2 separate regions of the Mus musculus genome follow, and region 2 is linked to region 1. Evidence: chromatin contacts called from public HiChIP or PLAC-seq data. All regions are on one chromosome and are shown on one strand. The core of a region is the stretch at or near the end of the contact, and the rest is flanking DNA. Distances in the headings are between cores, read along the strand shown. Region 1 overlaps Myo1f (myosin IF). Region 2 holds the start of Cd320 (CD320 antigen).

What was found. HiChIP or PLAC-seq counts read pairs in DNA pulled down with a chosen protein or histone mark.
Region 2: an H3K27ac HiChIP or PLAC-seq map of embryonic stem cells shows a contact between it and region 1, with 20 read pairs. The contact joins the promoter of Cd320 here to the enhancer-like site in region 1. A contact is called at or near these places in 4 of 39 promoter capture datasets (erythroid cells, liver, pre-B cells and 1 more), 1 of 484 Hi-C or Micro-C datasets (bone marrow-derived macrophages), 6 of 115 datasets of contacts at active chromatin or transcription factors (bone marrow-derived macrophages, embryonic stem cells and stem cell-derived neural progenitor cells) and 3 of 9 other capture datasets (adipose tissue, liver and pancreatic islet).

Annotation. Positions count from the first base shown.
Region 1 is chr17:33,597,236-33,603,814 of GRCm38.p6, forward strand. It overlaps Myo1f (myosin IF), which reads left to right. Exons shown (of 28, transcript NM_053214.2): 20 at 706-820; 21 at 908-1,077; 22 at 3,816-3,961; 23 at 4,424-4,570; 24 at 4,707-4,855; 25 at 5,291-5,374. Among named protein-coding and RNA genes, the nearest start is that of Zfp414, 29 kb to the right of the region's middle. Within about 2 kb of position 2,811, at least 4 of the 459 cell types and tissues checked have an H3K27ac peak or open chromatin away from gene starts, as enhancers often do. A contact at or near this core is called in embryonic stem cells, where this site is marked.
Region 2 is chr17:33,837,563-33,845,132 of GRCm38.p6, forward strand. It overlaps Cd320 (CD320 antigen), which reads left to right and starts at 5,529. Exons shown (of 5, transcript NM_019421.3): 1 at 5,529-5,729. The coding sequence starts at 5,609. Ndufa7 (NADH:ubiquinone oxidoreductase subunit A7) reads left to right here. Exons shown (of 4, transcript NM_023202.4): 4 at 537-754. The coding sequence ends at 627.

The DNA of each region.
Region 1 (6,579 bases), core at 1,561-4,060:
AAGGTGCGTACCAACCACGTGTTCTGGTACATCCCTTTAATGCCACCTCTCAGAGGCAGAAGAGGATCTCTCTGTGAGTTTAAGGCCAGCCTGGTCTACACTGTAATTTCCAAGACAGCCAGGGTCATGTGGAGAGAATCTGTCTCAAATAAATAAGCAAATAAACAAATAAATTTTGTAAATATTTTACTTCTTTTATGTGTATGGGTGTTTTACCTGCCTATATGTCTGTATTCCATGTGCATGAAGTACCTGTGGCAGCCAGAAGAGGGCATCAGACCCCTGAAACTGGAGTTACAGAGAGTTGTAAGCCACCATGTGGGTGCTAGGAACCAAACCAACCCAGGGCCTCTGGAAAAGTAGCCAGTGTTCTTAATCACTGAACCATCTCTTCAATTCCCTAAATGGGAAGAACTTGTGGGTGCAGTCATGAAGAGAAAACAAAAACTATTTTGGATGTTGAGAATGTTGCTCATTTGATAGAGTGCTTGCCTAGTACACACAAAGCCCTGGGTTCCTTTTAGCAGCCCATAAACCAGATGTAATGGTGCATGCCTATCATCCCAGCACTTAGGGAGAGGCAGAAGGATCAGGAGTTCAAGGTTATCCTCAACTGCATAGCAAGAGTGAGGCTATCCAGGAGGGTCCATGAGAAGTCAGGGACTTGAGAGATGCCACTCGCCACTCTCCCTCCCTCCTGTCCAGCTTTTCCTCCTGGAAGAGATGCGAGAGAGGAAGTTTGACGGCTTCGCTCGCACTATCCAGAAAGCCTGGCGGCGCCATGTAGCAGTCCGAAAGTATGAAGAGATGCGGGAAGAAGGTGAGGGGCCTTCATTAGGAGGCTCAGTCTGGGGGCAAGAGGATTAAGGAGAGGCCATGACTTTTAACTACACACATGTCCGCTCAGCTTCTAACATCCTACTGAACAAGAAGGAACGAAGGCGAAACAGCATCAACCGTAACTTCGTTGGGGACTATCTGGGACTGGAGGAGCGGCCTGAGCTGCGCCAGTTCCTGGCTAAAAGGGAACGAGTGGACTTTGCCGACTCAGTCACCAAGTATGACCGCCGCTTCAAGGTGAGACCTGGGTGGGTGTTTGCATCTGAGGCTGTGCCTCTGCTGAGGAAGCACACCAGAAGCATACCGTAACCCATGGGACCCAGATGCACCTTTCCACATAAGTGTGCTCACCTAGCCTCCAGTCATCCTCTCTCGCAGACATGCCCCCACCAGGCCCAGACACGCCTATCCACAAGGAAAACCTCCACTGTGGTAGATACTGGTGTCCATCAAACAGGACCTCATGCAGCTGTAGCGGAATTGGCAGAGCGCTTGCTTAGCATGCACCCTGTGTTCCATTCCCAGTGCTACATAAACGAGGCATGGTAGCTAATGTCTACAATCCCAGCTCTTGGGGGAGGGGAGGGAGATCAGGATTTCATGGCCATCCTCTACTATAGAGTGAGCTCTGGGTCAGCCTGAGCTATATGCAACCCTGGGTGGAGGAAAAGGAAACATCTCACGCTGCACTGTCACACCCAGCCCCACACCCACAGCCGGTAATAGAGCTGTCATTCAGGCCTGTCCTTGTGTAACCCAGACAGACCTACATCAGATGCACCCTCATTTTACCAGATGTCTCTACTATGACATAGTCACCTGATCCAGAAGCCCTATTCCCCAGGACCACTTCCCTCACCTGGCTTAGACACACATGTCCATTGTACCTTAACTTGACTCTGAAGCCCCTGTCTATATAAACACTCTAACCAGGTCAAGGAAGCCTTGTTCACAAGTGCACGCCTGACTGTTCCAGAAATCATTAATAGTCATGACCAATTAACATAATCTAGAAAATCCCTTATAGACATGCAGTTGTATGGATGTATATATGAGATGAGATGGGAAGATGGCAGGCACAGCAGGTCAAGGTGCTTGCTCACAACCCTGAAGACCTGAGTTCAATCCCTAGAACCCAGTTGGTAGAGGGAAAGAACCAACTTCCACAGGCTGTTCTCTGACCTCCATGCCATGTCTACAGATACACACAAAATAAATAACTGTAAAAATAAAATATAACTAACCGTCATACCCCACCTTCCTATACAACTCATAGATTCATGTGGTTCATATACACATATGCCCCTTACTTGTGACCATGTCTTTTCTTTTATTCATTCCTTTGAGCCAAGGCTGGCCTAAAATGAACAATCCTCCTCCCCTAACCTCCCAAGCCCCACCCGAGATTACAAGTGTGTGCCACCCCTAACCTCCCAAGGCCTGAGATTACAAGTGTGTGCCACCCCTAACCTCCCAAGGCCTGAGATTACAAGTGTGTGCCACCCCTAACCTCCCAAGGCCTGAGATTACAAGTGTGTGCCACCACAAAAGACTGGGCAATATGCTCTTACCTGCCTCTGTGATGTGCATTCAATCACTCAAGCCATCAATATTCTCCCCCCCCACACACACACACTTCCCCCAAGATAGGGTTCCTCTAAAGTACTGAGATGTAAAGTGTATGCCACCAGTACCTGACCTCAATCCATACCTTTACAAAAGCTGAGCTGAGGGCGTGTGGCTCAGTGTGTGCTTGGGTCTGCTAGGAAGCATTGTGAATCCCAAAAAACCACCAGGGAGCTGTTTCCAATGCAATCGAATCAGGGTCTCTTTATTACAAGCTCAGGCTTGGGCTCTCCTCCAGCCCAATCCTGACACATCAGAACAGGAAGGCGGAGCAGCCTGAACCCTCAGCAGGACAATCTATTTTAGGAAATGGGAACAAGTGAGGGGTACCCAGCCTGGCAAGCATCTAATAGAATGACAATAAGCTGACAGGTGGGCAATCTAAAGCAAGACCACATCTAGTCACAACCAGTCTGCAAGTCCATCTGAAACAATCAGACTAATCTTTGATTAACTGTTGCTAGGAAGTATCTAGGGAGTAAATCTGCGGTATGGGCTAAGGAGAAGCCAAGGAGTCCTTTCTGGTAGTTGGGTGCGGCTCGGGTTCAGCTGCAGTTCAAGTTCTCAGGCTTTTTTTTTTTTTTTCTTTAAGATGGAGGCTGATACCAAGATGGAGTAGATTTGGCCTCTTATGCTTAGCATGCAAGGCTTCCATCCCCAGCACAGATGTATACACATGCATACAGTTTTGTGAACTTTTCCTAGAGAGACTAACAAAATGTCTCTTTACTCCAAATAGGACACTAACGATAGAGCGAAGAAATGATTCCGTCAAAGTGTAGCTCAGAGACAGGACAAGTTTATTCTGGGTTATTTCCAGAGACGTGGATCAGAGATTAGTTACTTACAGAAGCACTGGCAACTTAAAATAAGCTGGAGAAAAATACCTCCCATTCTCCCACACAAACCATTAACTGCCTAGAGATCTTCAAGGAAAGACAGGGCCACATGAGTCCCTCGCCCGAAATCAAAAGTTAGTAGGCCCAATCTTGTGCAAGTCTCTTGAGGGTAAATTTGGCTGCAGAGGGCAACAGCCATGTCATACCCAGAAGACAGCATTCCACAACACACACACACACACACACACACACACACACACACACACACACACACACACAGCTATCAGGTATTTCTTTTATCTTCTACCTGTCAACTAGCCCTGACATACATTTTCTAAACAATATAACCTCACCTTTACTCTATTTCTTACATGATTTAGCAACTCACACACAAAGAGATTTCCCAGTCACTTGCCCTGAAAGCTCCACCCTTGTCTAGGGTTGATCCTCTGGCCAGGCTGCCCATCCCCTGGGGACCACCCATCAGCTTCTGGCTTTGTCTTCCTGCAGCCTATCAAACGGGACTTGATCCTGACCCCAAAGTGTGTGTATGTGATTGGGAGAGAGAAGGTGAAAAGGGGACCAGAGAAGGGTCTAGTGCGTGAAGTCCTGAAGAAGAAACTGGATATCCAGGCCCTCCGAGGGGTGTCTCTCAGGTAAGGCCAAGTAGCCACCTGTCCTGTGGTAACCCACCTGTCAGGTGTTCCTGGGCTGCCTCCTTGCTTGTTACCATGGTAACTTTAGGTGCTATTATACCTATAGCTGTCTTGCTGCTACCTGCCACATTCACTTGCCTCTACTTTCATGATCTTCAACAAACTATTTGATTACATTTTATTTGGGGGAAGGGGCACACATCACAGCACATGAGTGGAGGTCTGTGCAAAGGCATTCCACCAAGTGGGTCCCAGAGAATGCAACTCAGGTCCTGCCCTACTTTCATGATCTTTGTGTGGAGACAATTTCTGTCCCTCTTCCTACCTGACCTCTGGTCATTCTCAGTTACCACCTTCCCAGGCTCCTCCTTCTCCCTTCCCCCAGCTTGATCTTCATAGATTGGACCCTACACATCATGTCTTCCTACACCCTCATTTCATGCTCTCTTACTTTTTTCCCAGCACCCGACAGGATGACTTCTTCATCCTTCAAGAAGAGGCTGCGGACAGCTTCTTAGAAAGTATCTTCAAGACCGAGTTTGTCAGCCTTCTGTGCAAGCGTTTTGAAGAGGCAGCGCGCAGGCCCCTTCCCCTCACCTTCAGTGACCTGTACGCCCCTCAATCCATAGCCAGCTTGGGCACCATCCTCCGCCCGACCTATGGGCCGTACACCCTACCTACTGCAGGGTCCCGGGCACCAGTAGGGTGTGGAAGAGGGACCCCCAAACTCCTTTCTCTCCCCTAGACTACAGTTCCGGGTGAAGAAAGAAGGCTGGGGCGGAGGTAGTACCCGAAATGTCACCTTCTCTCGCGGGACAAGTGACTTGGCTGTGCTCAAGGCTGGGGGTCGAGCTCTCACTATCAGCATTGGGGACGGATTGCCTAAGAGCACCAGTAAGTCAGCTGGAACCAGAACTGGGCATCATGGGGAAGGGGCCTGGGCCATGGTTCACTGAAGACCAATCAACTTTGTGGGGGCGGAGCCAGCTAACTAGGCTAGTCTAGAGAGGTGGGGCCTCTAGAGTCAAGGTATAGAGGAAGACATCTCGCTTTAGAGAAATTGCCAATAAGAGAAAGAGAAACGTGGAGAGGCATGCCCATAAAATCAACACAAAGCTGTCAACAGACGGTGGAGCGTGTCCTGGAGTGGGAGAGCTCAAAAAATAGATATTAATCCCCACCAGCAACTAACGTAGAAGAACCGATGAGCGTGGACAGGGCCGTGGTCTCAAGCTGAACCAATGTGGAGGAGTGTTGGAGGCACTAGGCCAAGAACCTAGTCTGGCCGGGCCACAATTCAAACCTATATCTGATTTCTTCTTCTTTCAGAGCCTACACGGAAGGGGTTAGCCCAGGGTAGACCTCGAAGGTCAGCGCAGGCTCCCACTCGAGCAGCCCCTGGGCCTCCCAGAGGTAAGGATTGTATCTCCTTACCTCTCTTGGTGACTTCCTTTGTCTGCTGTGGACTTAAGAAGCTAACAAGAATAGTATCTCACCTCACCATAGCTCTCTTATATACTACAAGATGCAGGATAAACAAAATTGGGAATACCTTTAAGAACCTACCCTAGGGCTGGAGAAATGGCTCAGTGGTTAAGACTGCTCTTCCAGAGGTCCTGAGTTCAAATCCCACCAACCACATGGTGGCTCACAACCATCTCTAATGGGATCTGATGCCCTCTTCCTGTGTGTCTGAAGATAGCTATAGTGTACTAGTATAAATAAAATAAAAATAAATAAATCTTAAAAAAAAAAACCTACCCTAGCTAGTCACGGCCTCTTCCCTAGCCTAATATGTTTTATTTAGTCAACTCACCAAATTTATTCTTGCTGCCAAACCCCTGCTTGGATTTGCTATCTAAATTTCCACACCACTTTTAGCCCAGTCATAGAATGCTTGCTTAGCATGCAGAAAGCCATATAAATTTAGGTGTATCAACTACACAGGGAATGTGATGCAACCGGGCTACATGACACCCTGTCTTGAAAATAAACACACACACACACACACACACACACACACATCTGAGCTGGGTGTAGTGAACAGGACACAGGAGGCAGAGGCAAGTTGATCTCTGAAAGAGCCAGGGCTACATAGCGAAACCCTGACTCAAAGGTGGAATGAGAGGTGGAAGGGAGTGGAGAGAGAGAGAGAAAGAGAGAGAAGAAGGAAGAGGGGGAAGAAAAAGAAGAGGAAGAAAGGAACCCTCAAATTCCTCTTGGAGGCCTGAATTTGTTCCTCAGAATGCAAGAAAGTGTGGAAAGAGGGAACCAACTCCATAGAGTTGGTCTCTGACCCCCGTGTGTGCTGTACCATGTATCCCACACATACATCATACACACATAATAATAATACATAAATTGTAAAGCCACTCATTCTACATCCTCCTACTTCCAGAGTCCCTCATTTACATTCTGTCCTTTTCTTTTAGTTTTGGTGGTGGTGGTGGTGGTGGTGGTGGTAGTGGGGGTGGTGGTGGTGGTGGTGGTGGTGGTGGGGGTGGTGATGGGGGTGGTGGTGGTGGTGGTGGTGGTGGTGGTGGTGGTGGTGGTGGGGGTGGGGGTGGGGGTGGTGGTGGTGGTGGTGGTGGTGGTGGTGGGGGTGGTGGTGGTGGTGG
Region 2 (7,570 bases), core at 4,279-6,778, 240 kb after region 1:
AGTACTGTTTTTGGATCTGTTTGTTTCATAATGCTTTGTTTGGCATTTTTTACTTACAGGTCTTTTATATTGTGGTTTCTGACTTTGTGTTTTTATGGGTTTTGTGTATAAAGATTTATTGTTACACATAAGTACACTGTAGCTTTCTTCAGACACACCAGAAGAGGGCGTAAGATCTCATTACGGGTGGTTGTGAGCCACCATGTGGTTGCTGGGGTTTGACCTCAGGACCTTCAGAAGAGCAGTCAGTGCTCTTACCCACTGAACCATCTCGCCAGCCCATATTTTTCTTTTTTGTTTTGTTTTGTTTTGTTTGTTTGTTTGTTTGTCTGTTTGTTTATAAAGACAGAAAGAAGGCATGGAGATTGGAAGTAGGGAGGATCTGGGAGGAAATGAGAGAGGAAACTGATCAGAGAATATATTGTATGGAAAATTTATTTTCAATAAAAATTTAAAACAAACACAAATAAACCAAAAGATCCTCACTGTTCTTTGTAGGCCTGGTTCTAACTGGAGTTTGTCGTTTTTTCTTGTAGTTCTGCAATGGCAGCCACTGAGAAGAAGGCAGTGACACCTGCTCCTCCCATGAAGAGGTGGGAGCTGTCCAAGGACCAGCCATACCTGTGACCCTGCCCTAGGTTACCTTGCTATATATGTCTCTAGGGCCACATGACTGCTTTTCCTCCTTGGACTCCCTCTGGGGAGAGTGTGACCTAATTTGTAACAAATATATAGAATTCCACATTATTTCCAATCTGTCTTTTCTTAGTATTTATCGATTGGATTTGATATTACTGTGTGCCGGGTGTGTGAATACATGCTGCAGCATGTGTGGACATGTGTGCCAGGTGTGTGAACACACGCTGCAGCATGTGTGGACATGTGTGCCAGGTGTGTGAACACACGCTGCAGCATGTGTGGACATGTGTGCCAGGTGTGTGAATACATGCTGCAGCATGTGTGGACATGTGTGCCGGGTGTGTGAACACACGCTGCAGCATGTGTGGACATGTGTGCCGGGTGTGTGAATACATGCTGCAGCATGTGTGGACATGTGTGCCGGGTGTGTGAATACATGCTGCAGCATGTGTGGACATGTGTGCCGGGTGTGTGAACACACGCTGCAGCATGTGTGGACATGAGAAGACAACTTTGGGAATTGGTTTTCTCCTTCCACTTGGTTTTTGGTGTCCTGTGTACTCCAGGTTAGCTGGCCCAAGAGTGTCTGCCTGAGGCTGCTGTCTGTACCTCCCAGCCTGCTGTAGGATTAGATTTGAGCCACTATGTGTCATTTTTGGGCTCTGAGGATGGGACTTAGGTCTCAGCCTTTTGAGGCTAGCACTTTTACTTGCGATCCATCTTGCCAGTTTTTTTTTTTTTAAATGGGGTCTTGGTGCCTGTAATCTCTGTATTACTAAGCCAGTAGGTGAGCTAGTAGGTGAATATCATTTTTGCTCCGTGGAATGACTCTGTAGCCCTTAAGTAGTCATTGATGAAGGTAGAACTGTGGAAAACATAAATAAAACAATAAGTTGAGTGTGGTGGTGCATGGCTAACCCCAAATTTAGGAGGCAGAGGCAGGAGGATTGCCAGTTTGAGGCCAGATTTTAGGTTACAGATTGAGAACCTATATCTCAGACTAACAAACAGAACACTGGCATCAAAAGAAAAGTAGAGATGAGCAAGAGTGTGGAGACTGGGGCTGCCTGGAAGCTGAGAGCAAGAGCAAGAAGGCCACAGCCCTGCCTGGAAGGTGTCAGGGTCTCAGAGTGAGTGTTATAGGATGCTACAGCTGCAGGCTTCACGGAGGAGGTGAAAGGGCAAGCTAGATTCAGAAAGGAGGTCAAACGGGAGAGGAACCGTGGTCATAGTATACAGAGCCTGCTGCCAGAGGACTCCTAAAGGCCTCGGGCAATATGTGGTATTGAAAATTGCTGTGTAGATTTATGACCTAGGAAATTGCAGGAGTGGTGTGGGAAAGGACTCCCTCCCTCCCTCCTTCCTACCTTCCCTCCCTCCCTCCCTCCCTCCCTCCCTCCCTCCCTCCCTCCCTTCTTTCCTTCCTTTCTCTGCTTTTTTGAGACAGTGTTTCTCTGTGTAGCCCTGGCTATCCTGGAACTCACTATTGACAATTAGCCCCCAATTCAGAGATCCTTCTACCTCTGCCTCCTGCGTGCTGGGATTAAAGGTGTGTGCCACCAAGCCTGGCTGATTTTCTTTTTTTTTTTTTCTCTTTCCTCCTCCTCCTTTTTTTTTTTTTTTTTTTTTTTTTTCCGAAATACTAGGATTACTAGTGTGTGCCCCCAGCCCTGGTTTATAGGATGCTGGGAATTGAACACAGGGCTTGGTGCATGCCAGACAAGCAAGCTCTCTACCAACTGAGCTCCATCTTGAGTCCTTTTGTTTTCTGAGGCAGGTCCCTACTCTAACTTAGGCTAACTTGGAACTTACTAAATAACTCGTGCTGACCTTGAAGTTAATGAAGTCCTTCAGCCTCAGCTGAAGAGATTATAGGTGTTTGCTTTCGTGTGTGGGCTCACCTCTTTATCTCTGTTTTGGCAGTTCTCTGAGCAATTCTGGGAGGTCATCTTGAACAGACAGTGCACTCTCTCGGGCTCATTGAGAGCTGGTGAATTCTAGGCAGTTGGGGAGTGGATTGCATTGCTCTGTGTAAATCTAGGGTCTGCCCAGATACCTTCCCCCACCACCAAGGACCAGCCTTGTCTTGGAAAGGGGTTCTGAGAGAAGAGTTGTCTGGGAGGTGAGAACAAATTGTGGGTCTAAGCTGAGGACCTATGTTTTGCTTGAGACAGCTCTCTAGAGTGCTTTCTGTAAGTTCTGCTCTCTCTGGAGGTCTCCAGACAGCTGCTCTCTCTCTATGTTCTGCTTATGCCAGTTCTCCAAGCACTTCTCTCTTGCTATTCAAAAAAAAATTCTCTGAGTATCTCATGCAGATCATGAACCCAGTCTTTTATTTTACATGTCAATCTAGTCATGTATTCCAGGATCCCTTTTGATTATCCTATGAATCAGCATCTTGTGACCCCAGCCCCTTAATTCTTAGAAGACAGTAAGCACACCCTTTTTTTTTTAAACATTGCAAAAGAATTCAGAAGATGCCTGCTACTGTTAAACATAGACCATAAGCTAGCTGGGTGGGACCCCATCCCGAAATAATATTTCTTCCATGCCTGGGCCAAAAACTTGCTCTGTCCCAGGCCAACCCTGAACTCAAATGTCTGCTTTTGTAAGCATAAACAAACAAACAAACAAACTTAGCTGGGTGGGCTATCCTTTGATCACCACTCCCCACGTCTCTTTATCTCCCGAGTATCTTTCTGACAAGTCGGCTCCCAGCACAACTGCTTTTGTTCCTTTAGATTAGTGAAGCTCATATAATTCATATTGCATCCTTATTTTTTGAGAAATTAAATATTTTTGAACTCTTTTTTTAAAGTTCTTTCTCACAGGCCTAAGCTGTTCCTAAGATCCTAATGTTTACCATTTTGCTGAGACATTAGCCACACCTTGGCCTCCTGCACTCTTGCTGTCTCTGATTATCATGGAGTTATTAACTTTAACAGGGAGGACATTCCTTGAAGGAGGAATGTAATATACATAGTTATACAAACAAGCCTTAAGCTCTGCACTCATGGAGGCCTATGCCTGATGGCCGTGTCCCAGGGGCAGGTAGCACCCTACCAAGATCCTGATCCTCAAAAGTAGGATGATCTGGGGGGTGGGTATGGGGGACCTTTGGGATAGCATTGAAAATGTAAACGAGGAAAATACCTAATTTAAAAAAAAAATGGGAATGGGTGGGGGGAGGGGGGGACTTTTGGGATAGCATTGGAAATGTAATTGAGGAAAATACATAATAAAAAAAAAAAAAGAGGAAAAAAAAATGTAGGATGATCCCCACCCTCCCCTGGGCTGTCTTACTTACCTCTGTCTGCATCCCTCTCTGCCTGAATACCATTGCCTTCTCCAGAAATTGGTGAGGCTTACACAGTACACTCCAAAAGTAGTCATAACCTCTAACATTTACGGTGGTAGAGAGGCCATCCATCCACAAGCAGCACCATTTGTGTGAAAGTCTGGACTTCTATGTAGCCTTCTGGTCTACATTCTGGGAAACTTAGCCATTTGAAGGTTAGTGACTTGCCTTCCAGCCTTGTTGGGAGGTAGTGTCATAGATTCTTTTTTTTTTTTTTTTTTTTTTTTTCTTTTTGGTTTTTCGAGACAGGGTTTCTCTGTGTAGCCCTGCTGTCCTGGAACTCACTTTGTAGACCAGGCTGGCCTTGAACTCAGAAATCCACCTGCCTCTGCCTCCCGAGTGCTGGGATTAAAGGCATGCGCCTCCACGCCCGGCCAGTGTCGTGGAATCTTAAGGTAGAGCTATGGAAAACGTAATGTGAAGAATAAAACACTAAGCTGGTACATGACTATATCCCCAATACTTCGGAGGCCAAAGCAAGAGAGAGGATCACTAGTTTCAGGCCAGCTTGGGTTACCTCAGACCAGCAGAAACCACAACATCACTAGCCACATTGGATAAGCTGACTCAATGCATTCAACTGTGGAAGTGGGATGAGAAAACCCAAGGCTGCCAATCTGTATCAATTACAATTAATACAATTGTAGTATCAATCTACCAGGCCCATGTTAGAATAAATGTTTCTCAAGTGTGTGAGAACTAGAAGTTAATGAGGTTGGGATGGGAACCAAGGAGATGGTCAGTCCAGGTTCGAAGCCAGTAACTGTTCACTCATTTGATCATTCCATCATTCCCTCACTATTTTCGCCATTCATCAAAGGAAACCAACATCCTGGTTCGCCTGCAGCTGGCATTCTAGGGGGCAATCAAGACAATAAAGCTAAAATAAGTAAAATCCTTAGGTGGCACAAAGGAGGGACCTGCTGGGGAGTGTTCACAGGGTGTGGCTGCCATATTCATTGGGACCATTGGGCAGTGATATTTGCAGTAGGCTACATGTGAAGTTTAGGTCAAAATTGCTAAGTTCATTTATATCCCTAGAAGGTTTATTTTTATTTTTGGTTTTTTGAGACAGGGTTTCTCTTTGTAGCCCCCGGTGTCCTGGAACTTACTCGGTAGACCAGGCTGGCCTGGAACTCAGAAATCTGCCTGTCTTTGCCTCCCAAGTGCTGGGATTTAAGGCGTACACCACCACTGTTCAGCAGAAGTTTATTATTTCAAGTTAATGTGGTTATTTTCATGGAACTGGGGATTAAACCTAGAGCCTCCTGAATACTACTAGGCAAGTGCTCTACTACTGAACTACTCCCCGAATTCCTGTTTTTTATTCTGAGGTAGGGTCTCCTTTAATAGCCTAGGTTGGCTTTGTTCTTCCTCAGCCTGTAGAATATCTGGGAGTTACAGGCCTAGGTCACCAAACACATTAGGTTTTACTGCTAGGAAGAAGCCAGGAGGAGCCCTAAAATCAAAGTACCCTTGTATTCGGGTACTTACGGTCGCAGGCTTGCTTGCGCCACTCCCCCCTGCCTTTGTGTGCGCGTGCGCGAGAATCAGCGCGTCCTTCTGACTGAGCGGCTGCGGCTGGAGCGGAGCAGTTCGGCTAGCTGTTGGATGGCGCGGGGCGGAGCTGGGCGGGCAGTGGCCCTGGGCCTGGTGCTGCGGCTCCTCTTTGGTCTCAGAACAGGCCTAGAGGCCGCTCCGGCTCCGGCCCATACCCGGGTCCAAGTCTCCGGTGAGTGAACCCCCGTTTCTACACCGCTTTTGATCCCGCCTCCACGCGCTGGCATCGCCTCACTATTGGCTGCGCCGCCCATCGGTCGTTGACACTCCCCCAGCACGCGTGTTTGGCTTTAGCGTGGGTAGAGTGGAGAGAATCGGCCCTCTGTGCGTGCAGAGGGGACCGCCACATGGGTGCCTTCTCCTGTGTTCTGCTCAGCTTCCTCCCTTATTCCTGCGCTGTCCCTAAGTCACCTCCAAGCCGTCCTTCAGCTCAATGTGGGCTGGAAGGCTTTTGTTTCTGATTTTGACCTCTCACCACGCAGGGCTGGTCACCCGGTACCTTCTTGCAGCAGGTATGCCTTCCCGAAACCTTCAGCCCTGAGGCTGCAGTTCTGTGGCTGTTCTTTCAGCACCCAGAGCTTCAGTTTTTCCTTGTATTCCTGCCTCAGAGAATGGAAGGAAGAGCCCTGGAGTGTATTTCCCCTGTGAACCCCAATCTTGGCCAGGAACCTGTCCCGGGCAGGACGAGGAGGCCCGATTGTGACCACTGGCCACTACTGACCATCCACTCTGTATGAGAATAGGTCTTAACTGTTTCAAGGTTTTTTTGGTTTGTTTGTTTTTGTTTCTGTTTTTAGGTTTTTATTATGTTTTGATTTTTTTTTTTTTTTTCCAAACAGGGTCTCACTTTATAGCTCTGGCTGTCTGCAACTTGCTATATAGACTAGGCTGGGCTTGAACTCCTAGAGATCCACCTCCCAAGTACTGGGATTAAAGGCAGGCACTAGTTCCCCTTTTTTTGAGACAGGGACTTACTATATAACACAGGCTGGACTGCTGTTTTCAACTTGTGCCTTAGGCTCCCCAGCACAGGGATTATTAGGTATGGACCATTGTATTTGGCTGTTTATGGATCTGTACCCATAAACTACCCCTCCTCCCACTTTCGGCTGTTTTGTAGCTCCAAGCAGTCTTCTTGTTCCAGCATCCCAGGAGCTGGACTTACTATTGAGCAACATTAAGTCTGGCCTTAGTATTCCTCTTTTACAGATGAGGACATAGACTGGGAGGAGGAATCATGGGTCATCCTGACTCCTGTCTGATTAATTGCCCCCAAGAGGTATAGGGTCTGCTCTGCTCTGGGCCCATTCCAAGAAAATACAGAGTCAGGAAGAGAAGGTCTGAGTTGGCAGGACTGTGAGTTGTTAGGCATGGAGAGGAGGCTATGCTGGGCAGGAAGGGGTGGTGGCCAGGGCTTGTATTCAGTTCTTCAGCTCTCTGGAGCTTCTGAACTGTGTGGTATGCAGGTATAATTGCGTTTGACTACAAGGAGAGGGAGGGAGGGGTCTTGGAGGCTCTGGCTCTGTGTGTGAGGTAGGAAGCTCTAAAGGCTCCCTCCTGTCTTTGTTCATTCCTTCCTGCTGGCCCAAGTACCAGGTCTCTTCACTGCCTGCCCCTCTTGATCAGCAAACAGCCCCGGCTTCCCTGGAAAGGCTTAGGTTTTATCTGGGTCAATGTGGACCCTCACATGACTTGTTCACACACTGTCAGGCACTAGACATGGCCATGAGGCCACGTCCCTGACTTTCACTGAGAGTGTTCAGTCAATAGGAATATGGATGTTACTAGTTAGGGACTGTTGTTTGTGGGAGGCAGAGCTTCCTGGGGAACATGAGACACTGCCCAAGATATAAACTAAGATCTGAAAGCTGAAGAAGAATCACACCTATAGAGTGGAAGGACAAGGTGGGCTGTGGCTGGGGTATATAGCTCAATGGTAGAATGTTTGCTTGATGTGCAAAACGGTCTAGACTCCTCTTCCTCTGAATACAGAGTGGAAGAAGGGCCCTTGGG